Regions from separate parts of the Mus musculus genome. Here region 1 is linked to region 2. Evidence: chromatin contacts called from public Hi-C data. All regions are on one chromosome and are shown on one strand. Each heading gives the region's core, a stretch centred on a gene start, on an enhancer-like site or on the middle of the called end of the contact. The rest is flanking DNA. Distances are from core to core; before and after follow the strand shown. Region 1 overlaps Immp2l (IMP2 inner mitochondrial membrane peptidase-like (S. cerevisiae)). Region 2 has its middle 130 kb from the start of Immp2l.

Region 1 (4,092 bases), core at 991-3,490, 190 kb after region 2:
CTGGCGTTCCCCTGTACTGGGGCATACAAAGTTTACGTGTCCAATGGGCCTCTCTTTCCAGTGATGGCTGACTAGGCCATCTTTTGATTCACATGCAGCTAGAGTCAAGAGCTCCGGGGTACTGGTTAGTTCATAATGTTGTTCCACCTATAGGGTTGCAGATCCCTTTAGCTCCTTGGGTTCTTTCTCTAGCTCCTCCATTGGGGGCAATGTGATCCATCCAATAGCTGACTGTGAGCATCCACTTCTGTGTTTGCTAGGCCCTGGCATAGTCTCACAAGAGATAGCTACATCTGGGTCCTTTCAATAAAATCTTGCTAGGGTATGCAATGGTGTCAGCGTTTGGATGCTGATTATGGGGTGGATCCCTGGATATGGCAGTCTCTACATGGTCCATCCTTTCATCTCAGCTCCAAACTTTGTCTCTGTAACTCCTTCCATGGGTGTTTTGTTCCCAATTCTAAGGAGGGGCATAGTGTCCACACTTCAGTCTTCATTCTTCTTGAGTTTCATGTGTTTAGCAAATTGTATCTTATATCTTGGGAATCCTAGGTTTGGGGCTAATATCCACTTATCAGTGAGTACATATTGTGTGAGTTCCTTTGTGAATGTGTTACCTCACTCAGGATGATGCCCTCCAGGTCCATCCATTTGGCTAGGAATTTCATAAATTCATTCTTTTTAATAGCTGAGTAGTACTCCATTGTGTAGATGTACCACATTTTCTGTATCCATTCCTCTGTTGAGGGGCATCTGGGTTCTTTCCAGCTTCTGGCTATTATAAATAAGGCTGCTATGAACATAGTGGAGCATGTGTCCTTCTTACCAGTTGGGGCATCTTCTGGATATATGCCCAGGAGAGGTATTGCTGGATCCTCCGGTAGTACTATGTCCAATTTTCTGAGGAAACAGTCAGTTTAAAAGGGGGCCTATGGTCTCTGATATATTATGATAAAACCATTTCTTAAACAAAAAAAAAAAAAAAAAAAAAGAATGTGGTCTCCTAGTCAAAAGCCCAGGGGTGGGCCAGGAGCTAGCTATATGTGGTGGAGTCATTCCAGGAAGAGGTACATTCTTTGCATAGGAGGCCTATATATGTACAGTGCTGGATTTTGTGAACAAATAACTTCTCTTGTTTCTTCCACTGTTTTTTTTTTTTATTTTTTAGAAAAGATGTTTGTGTTTTTATGTCATGAGTTTCAGTTTCTAAATGAATCAAACCCAAGCCATAGCCTGGAATTTTTACCTTTACCCTGATGCCTATTGCAGAAAAAGAACTTTGCTCCTCTATCAAAGACTCAGACTTAGGGATTCTTTGAAACCGCTGCAGGTGGGAGGGCTATGATTCATCAGATCCAGAGAGCAGAGTGCTGGTAGATTGCTATGTTACCATCCTTCCCGTTGCCCTAAACCCTCTGATTCATGTTCCTTGGTATACAGGCTCTGTGCAGTCTCCCCCACACTTTTTCTTGGCTTGGCCAATTGATCTCCTTTAGCAGATAGAATGGCAAACTGGGGCTTGATGGATGCCTGCAGGAGAGACCGGTCCGCTGCAGCTGTCTGAGTCACTCAGCTAGGCCAGTGCACATGGGATTGCGGAATTGTGGGCCAATGGTTCTTCTTTAATGTTTTGGAGTGCTTTGTTTTGTAGCAATAGGATGAGTAATATAAGGCCTATAGTTCTTTTGTTCTTTCTCATCTGCTGCAAAGCTTAACAATTCATTTTAATAAGCAGCTTGTTTCCAACACAGTTCAACCCCTTAATAATGCTAGGTTGGCTCTATGCAATTTAAGGGAGCCACAAATCAAAATTTCTATTGATATCCCTTGAAGCTGGAGTTAAAAATTTTACTTTTATATAAAGCAGTTTCAAATTCAACAAAAGGAAACAAAGGCTCTAAAATCTGTTTTTCTTTCTTTCTTTCTTTCTCTCTTTCTTTCTTTCTTTCTTTCTTTCACTCACCTTTATTTGATTAACCTTTAATTGATACTATATGGACACAAAGTTTCTGGGAAGCTACAGAATGTCTACAACTTTACAGGTAGCCTTCTGAATAAATTGTTAACACTATTGTACACATTATGGAAGTAAGCATTTTGGAGTGTTTCACTTCTGGCACAGTTATCTAAAGGACCTTTTCAGGGCCTGGAGAGATGGCTTAGTGGTTAAGAGCTCCAGTTGCTCTTCCAGAGGACACTGGGTTTGATTCCCAGTAGTCCTAGGGAACCTCTCGACCATCTGTAACTCCAGTTAGGCAATCCTTCTGGCTTCTCCAGCAAGCACGAGGCATGCACATGGTGCACAGATAGACATGCAGGCAAAACACTCATACACATTAAAAGCAGAGCTTTTCAAATACCTTACTATTTGAAATCATTCTCTTCTTTTTGTTACTTTTTTTGTTTACCTTTTTCTGAACACTTATATGTCAAGGAGTATGTATGATAGAGAAAGTGGTTTCTTCTTTGCATGAAAGAAAAGCCTTACATTGCATTGGGCTTTTATTACACACAAAATATTATATAACTTATTAATGTATAAAATAAATACTTATATAAATTTTAAATTTCATTAATTTTACATGATTTATCACTTGTCATGAATAATTGGAACTGTAAACCAGAATATTTACCCTGGACTTTTAGCTATGAAATAACACACATGTATTTAAAAAACAGATTGACTTTTATTATTTGTAAAGTGTGCATAGTTGTGTGCATGTGTTATGTGCAGGTGAATGTAATTGCCCACAGAGGTCCCAGGCATCAAAGCCCTTACAGTTTTGAGCTGCCTGGCCTGGGTGCTGGGTAACTTTTGTCCTCAACAAGAACACCGACTTCTAACCTCTGACCCAGTTCTCCAGTCCCATAAATAGAGTTTCATAGTTATTAAATCATAGACAAAGCCAGAGTTGAACTCTTTTTTTAAATTTAAATTATTTTATTTATTTATATTGCAGTCGTTTCCCACCTCAGTCCCCCTTCCCACAGTTCCTCATCCCATTCCTCCTCCCCCTTGTCTCTGAGAGGGTGCTCTCCACCATCAGGCCTTTGCCTTCCCTGGGACCTCAAGGCTCTCAAGGATTAAGTGAATCTTCTCCCACTGAGGCCAGACAAGCCAGACATATGCTACATATGTGCTAGGGGCCTCAGGATGGCTGTCCTCTGAGAGGTCCTACTAGCAGCTGTCTGAGAATACTTACATCCAACCATTGGACTGAAGTTGGGGAACCCATATGGTTGAATTAGGGGAAGGATTGAAGAAGCTGAAAGGGAGAGTGACCCCAGAGGAAGAACAGCAGTCTCGACTTACCCAGACCCCAGAGTTGAACTCTTGCAGTCAAGTTGCAGGGAAGAGAATTGAGGGGCTGGCTAAACAATAAAAGACAGTTAAAAAGGAAGATAAACTTTAGAAGTATATAAGAAAAGGATATAAAATCCACTGGTTCACCCCTTAGAGACAACTTATTTCTTGTTCTTCATTAAATATTATGTATTGATGCTAGAAACTTAGAAATGATAGAAAAAACACACACCAAAAATCTATTCCACTCTCCAGAGTTAGTTCTTTTGTTTTTCTACCTAGGAGTAGTTAAAAGCATTGCTTGCTAACAGTATTCTAGTCATTGCAGTAGAGTAGCAATTTAACATCTCTCGGCTGTATGATGAAGGTACTGCTTTACCATTGGGGACACAGGACAGAGAGTAAATACTTCACTGACAACTCCACAGATTGAAGCTACAGCCTCAGAGCTCAAAACTGGCCTTCTGAGCGGTTGTAAAGTTTCTGCTTCTCTCCATCCCTTCTCTCTCTTCTTCTATTGACTCTGCCTTCCTTGCCTCTTCTCCCATTCTCTCTGTTTGCCCTCCTCTTCCTTTTTCTAAGTCGAATCATACCAACTTGTTTATTTAATCACAGTTTGCCTTTTATCTGCCGATTTCTTTGTTTTTGTTTTGTTTTGTTTTGTTTTTCTGTAGTGGGACTTCTAATTAGTTTTTGTATCCATATGTCACATAATTTAACAACTATTAAATGATAGCTTAATCATCTGGCAGGCGGCAGCTTGTTTCTGTCCATGCTCTTCCTTCTGA
Region 2 (3,866 bases), core at 602-3,101:
TCCTTTAACACTTTACTTCAAAATCTATGAGTCTTCTACAAGTGCCTGGCCCTAAAAGCAATAAAACACATTTATCTTGCATCTAATAAATATTATAAAATTATTCTCTTTCCAGGCACGAGTTAATGTTTCAGTTACTAGGGCATGGTAGGGAGCACCTTTAATCCCAGGACTCAGGAGGAAGAGGCAAGCAGATGTCTGGGAGTTCAAGGCAAGCTTGATACACAAAAGTGAGTTTCAGGTCAGCGAGGGCTATAGAATCATATTCTGTTTCACACACACACACACACACACACACACACACACACACACACACGCCACTTAGAAGATAAACCAACCATGATTAATTGTGCTCATGGATTCTCTGGGGGGAGAAATTCAAATAGGGCACACATAGTAATATATCTTACCTCCTTCATTCTTGGACCTCAACTAAGAAGTTTTGAACAGGGACTGGAGAGATGGCTTAGCAGTTAAGATCACTAAATGCCCCTCCAGAGAATCTGGGTTTAATTCCAGTACCCATATGGCAACTTACAAACATTTGTAACTCTAGTTCCAAGGTGTCTGATGCCTTCTTCTGGCCTCTTTGGGCACCATGCACACTAGTGCTACACAGGCATACATGCAGGTGAAACACCCATACACATATAATAGAACTTAAAAAAGAAAGGAAGCTTTGAGCAGTGGAGCTGAGGATATAACTCAAAGACTAAGTCACCTGATGCTTCATCAATCATACCAGGTTCATTTGTTAGGTATCTGGGAGCTGGTCTTGACCAGGAGTGTCTGCAGGCAAACTTGTGTGAGTCTTTCCAGCATGGAGACTTCTTGAAGGCTGAGTTTCTACATGGTAACTCCAGCTGCCAAGAACAGAATGAGTATCCCAGCAAGCAAGCTGCATTGTCTTTCGTGTCCTAGCATTATAGGCTGTTTCTTTATTAAATTATTTATTTATTCACTTAACATTCCAGTATCAGCCCCCTTTCCAGTGTATACACACACACACACACACACACACACACACACACACACACCCCTGCTCATCAAGTCACTGCAGGACTAGGAGTATCCTCTCTCACTGAAGCTAGACAAGGTGGCCCAGGTAGGGGAATGGGATCCATAAGCAGATAACAGATTCAGGGTCAGCTCCTGTTCCAGTTGTTGGGGGACTTGTATGAAAACCAAGCTGCACTTCTGCTAAGTACGCAGAAGGGGCCTGGGTCCAACCTATGGTCTCTTTGGTTGGCCGTCCAGTCTCTGGGAGCCACCAAAGTTTCAGGTTAGTTGACTGTGTTGGTCTTCTTGTGGAGTCCCTATCTTCAAGTCCCTCAATTTTTCTCCCAACTCTTCTACAAGACTCCCAGAGCTCCATCTAATATTTGGCTGTGAGTCTGTGCATCTGTTTCCATTGGCTGTTGGGAGGAAGGAGTCTTGTCTGCAAGCATAACAGTATCATCAAGAGTGTTAGGGATTGGTTCTTGCCCATGGGCTGGGTCTTAGTTTAGAGGAGTCATTGGTTGGCCACTATCTTTGTTTCTGCTTTGTCTTTGTCCCTGCACATCCTGAAAATAGGCAGAGCACATTTTGGGTCAAAGGCATAGGACATTTTATGTCACTTCTGCTGAGCTCTAGTGTCCAAAACTTTTGAAAACTTTGAAAAACTGCCCCAAACTCTCAATGAGAACAGTATCAGAGACTTTGAGGTCAACAATCACTTGTCATCAAGTTTGCCATGTTGAAAGATGGAAGCCTTCTGAAGTTTCTTTACTTAAATAGCACACACATACTTCTATCTTGAATCACAGTATTTATTTAAAGTATATTCAACTCTAATGAGTGGAGTAAGACCAGTTTGGAATTCCAAGTGAACAATAAGTATCAGCCTGTGGCTGGGGAGACAGATCAAACACCTTTAAGAAGCTGCTGAAATTACATCTTGACTCAACATTAACCTCAATAAAAATGATATATTACTTGGGGAACAATTGTATTTAACCTCATGAAGTAAGATCAATGCAATTAAAATGACGATTCTCTTGAGGCTGCCATGTGACTTGTGCTCTCTCTTTTCATGTGCTTAGAGTTGGGATACTTGAGCAGAGAAAAACTCTCAAAGCACTGTCTGTAATTTGGACCAGATGAATTGATTGCCAGAATCCACTTCTTTTTTTCAAACGAAGAATCAGTATGCAAATGCTAAGCATAGAATATTCTAGGTATGTGTTACTCCTGTGGATGCAAAAGGTCACAGAACTTCCTTCTCTTAAATTATGTTTTAGAGTTTGGGGTTGGGAAAAAAAAAAAACAGCTGCAGAGAATTTTAATTATAATTTTACTATGTACATATTTTTACTTTTTGAAGAAAGTGTATCTAGTACTTATCTGTTTAAAATTTTCTTTCAGGGAGAATTTTCAATGTCTTTCCTTTGTAGAACATTAGAAAGCATGGCCTTCTCAAAGCAGTTTATGTCTTCTGTAAACATCTATTTGGAGCCTGCTTTATTCTCTATAAAGGTAGAAGTTCAGTGAGAAAAATTTAAAAGCTATAGGTACATTTAAAAATACTCTTATTGCATTCTAACCAATGAGCTAAACAATGAAATTCTTAAGACAAACAATCTATGTTGTTTTTTGTTGTTACTTTTATTTTCGTTTTGTTTTGTTTTTAATTCTTAATGAGTCTTCAAACTTGGGAATTTTATCAGTGAAACTGAAAATGGGTTGTGTGGTCAATAGGAGCTGTTTGGTAAGCGGTAAACAATTTTAAAATTAGCAAGCATAAGCACAAAAGTTGATGAAATACTATACGTTCTATGAAACTTGTTTTTTTAATAGATTATAAAATCTAAGAATTTAGCTCATATAGCCCATCCTTTTATTAGTTTATCTGATTTCACCTCAAATATATAGTAATTCTGGATTTTGTAAGCAAGGGAAATTATATTTTTCGGCATCTTCACACAATTGGATTCAAAATTTAAAACTTAACTAGTGAAAAAAAAAAAAGAATGATCCCCCCACCTGCCCAAAAAAAAAAAAACCCAACCAAACCCAAAGCCATGAATAAAAAGAGGAAATCCAGGGCAGGCCTGTGCTAGCTAGAAAATGACTGAGCACATGAGTGGTTCCAGAAAGCTAGCTTCAGGCGAGGCAAAGACTTCCTGCTCCAGGGCCCAGGGGAGCCATTTCTAATTAATCACCTTCTCCTGCCAAGTCCCCGAGCATCCTCCAGTGCTGAGCCCCATGCAGCTTTTGCTTACTGTTTGGCACTGGCATGCAGATGAAAGCTGTCTGCCATCTCCAGTGAAATGGCCCTCCCGAGCCAACACTGAAGAGGAAGCCTTGGCATAACCAATGTGACTTTTCTTTTTTTTGTAAACAAGGTGTGCAGCAAATAAGATTTTCGAAGCAAAGTTGCCCTGATACTGAGCCATGATGCAAACTACTGAGGGCATTCCAGCAGGCTTCCAGAGGCAGTGCTGAGTAGGGGTGAGCAGCCAGGCTATGGAGTCTCCACTTGCTGCTGTAACATTCAAGATCTTTACACCTATCGAATAGGGAGGGTGGTAATGGTTTCTCAAGGTTGGTATGAAGATTAATGGAGATAACACATGAAAAGCGGGTGACTGCTCACTGTCGGGTCCAGATCCCAGTCGTGTGATTTAGAGTCCACTTAAGAGAAGATTCTTGAGCACAGGATGACTAGAAGGGATAGAAAGCTTTTTTTTTTTTTTTTTTTTAAATGTTAGTCAAAGTCACTTCCTACAGGTAAGTGAAAATTTGTGTACTCTTGTTCGACAGTGATGAACATAGTAGCAAATCAGTCACCCAAGGGGAATGTAGGCCAAAATAACACCAAAGAG

The links. A called contact is a pair of places that touch in the nucleus more often than the background predicts.
Region 1: a contact with region 2 is called in a Hi-C map of pancreatic cancer cells, with 2.2 times the contacts expected there. The contact joins two enhancer-like sites. A contact is called at or near these places in 1 of 15 datasets of contacts at CTCF or cohesin (pro-B cells), 4 of 484 Hi-C or Micro-C datasets (the C2C12 cell line, Sertoli cells, nephron progenitors and 1 more) and 3 of 115 datasets of contacts at active chromatin or transcription factors (embryonic stem cells and pancreatic cancer cells).

What each region holds. Positions count from the first base shown.
Region 1 is chr12:41,088,706-41,092,797 of GRCm38.p6, forward strand. The region is part of intron 3 of Immp2l (IMP2 inner mitochondrial membrane peptidase-like (S. cerevisiae)); the gene reads left to right. Among named protein-coding and RNA genes, the nearest start is that of Immp2l, 67 kb to the left of the region's middle. Within about 2 kb of position 2,241, at least 39 of the 459 cell types and tissues checked have an H3K27ac peak or open chromatin away from gene starts, as enhancers often do. A contact at or near this core is called in pancreatic cancer cells, where this site is marked.
Region 2 is chr12:40,895,345-40,899,210 of GRCm38.p6, forward strand. No RefSeq gene overlaps it. Among named protein-coding and RNA genes, the nearest start is that of Immp2l, 130 kb to the right of the region's middle. Within about 2 kb of position 1,852, at least 25 of the 459 cell types and tissues checked have an H3K27ac peak or open chromatin away from gene starts, as enhancers often do. A contact at or near this core is called in pancreatic cancer cells, where this site is marked.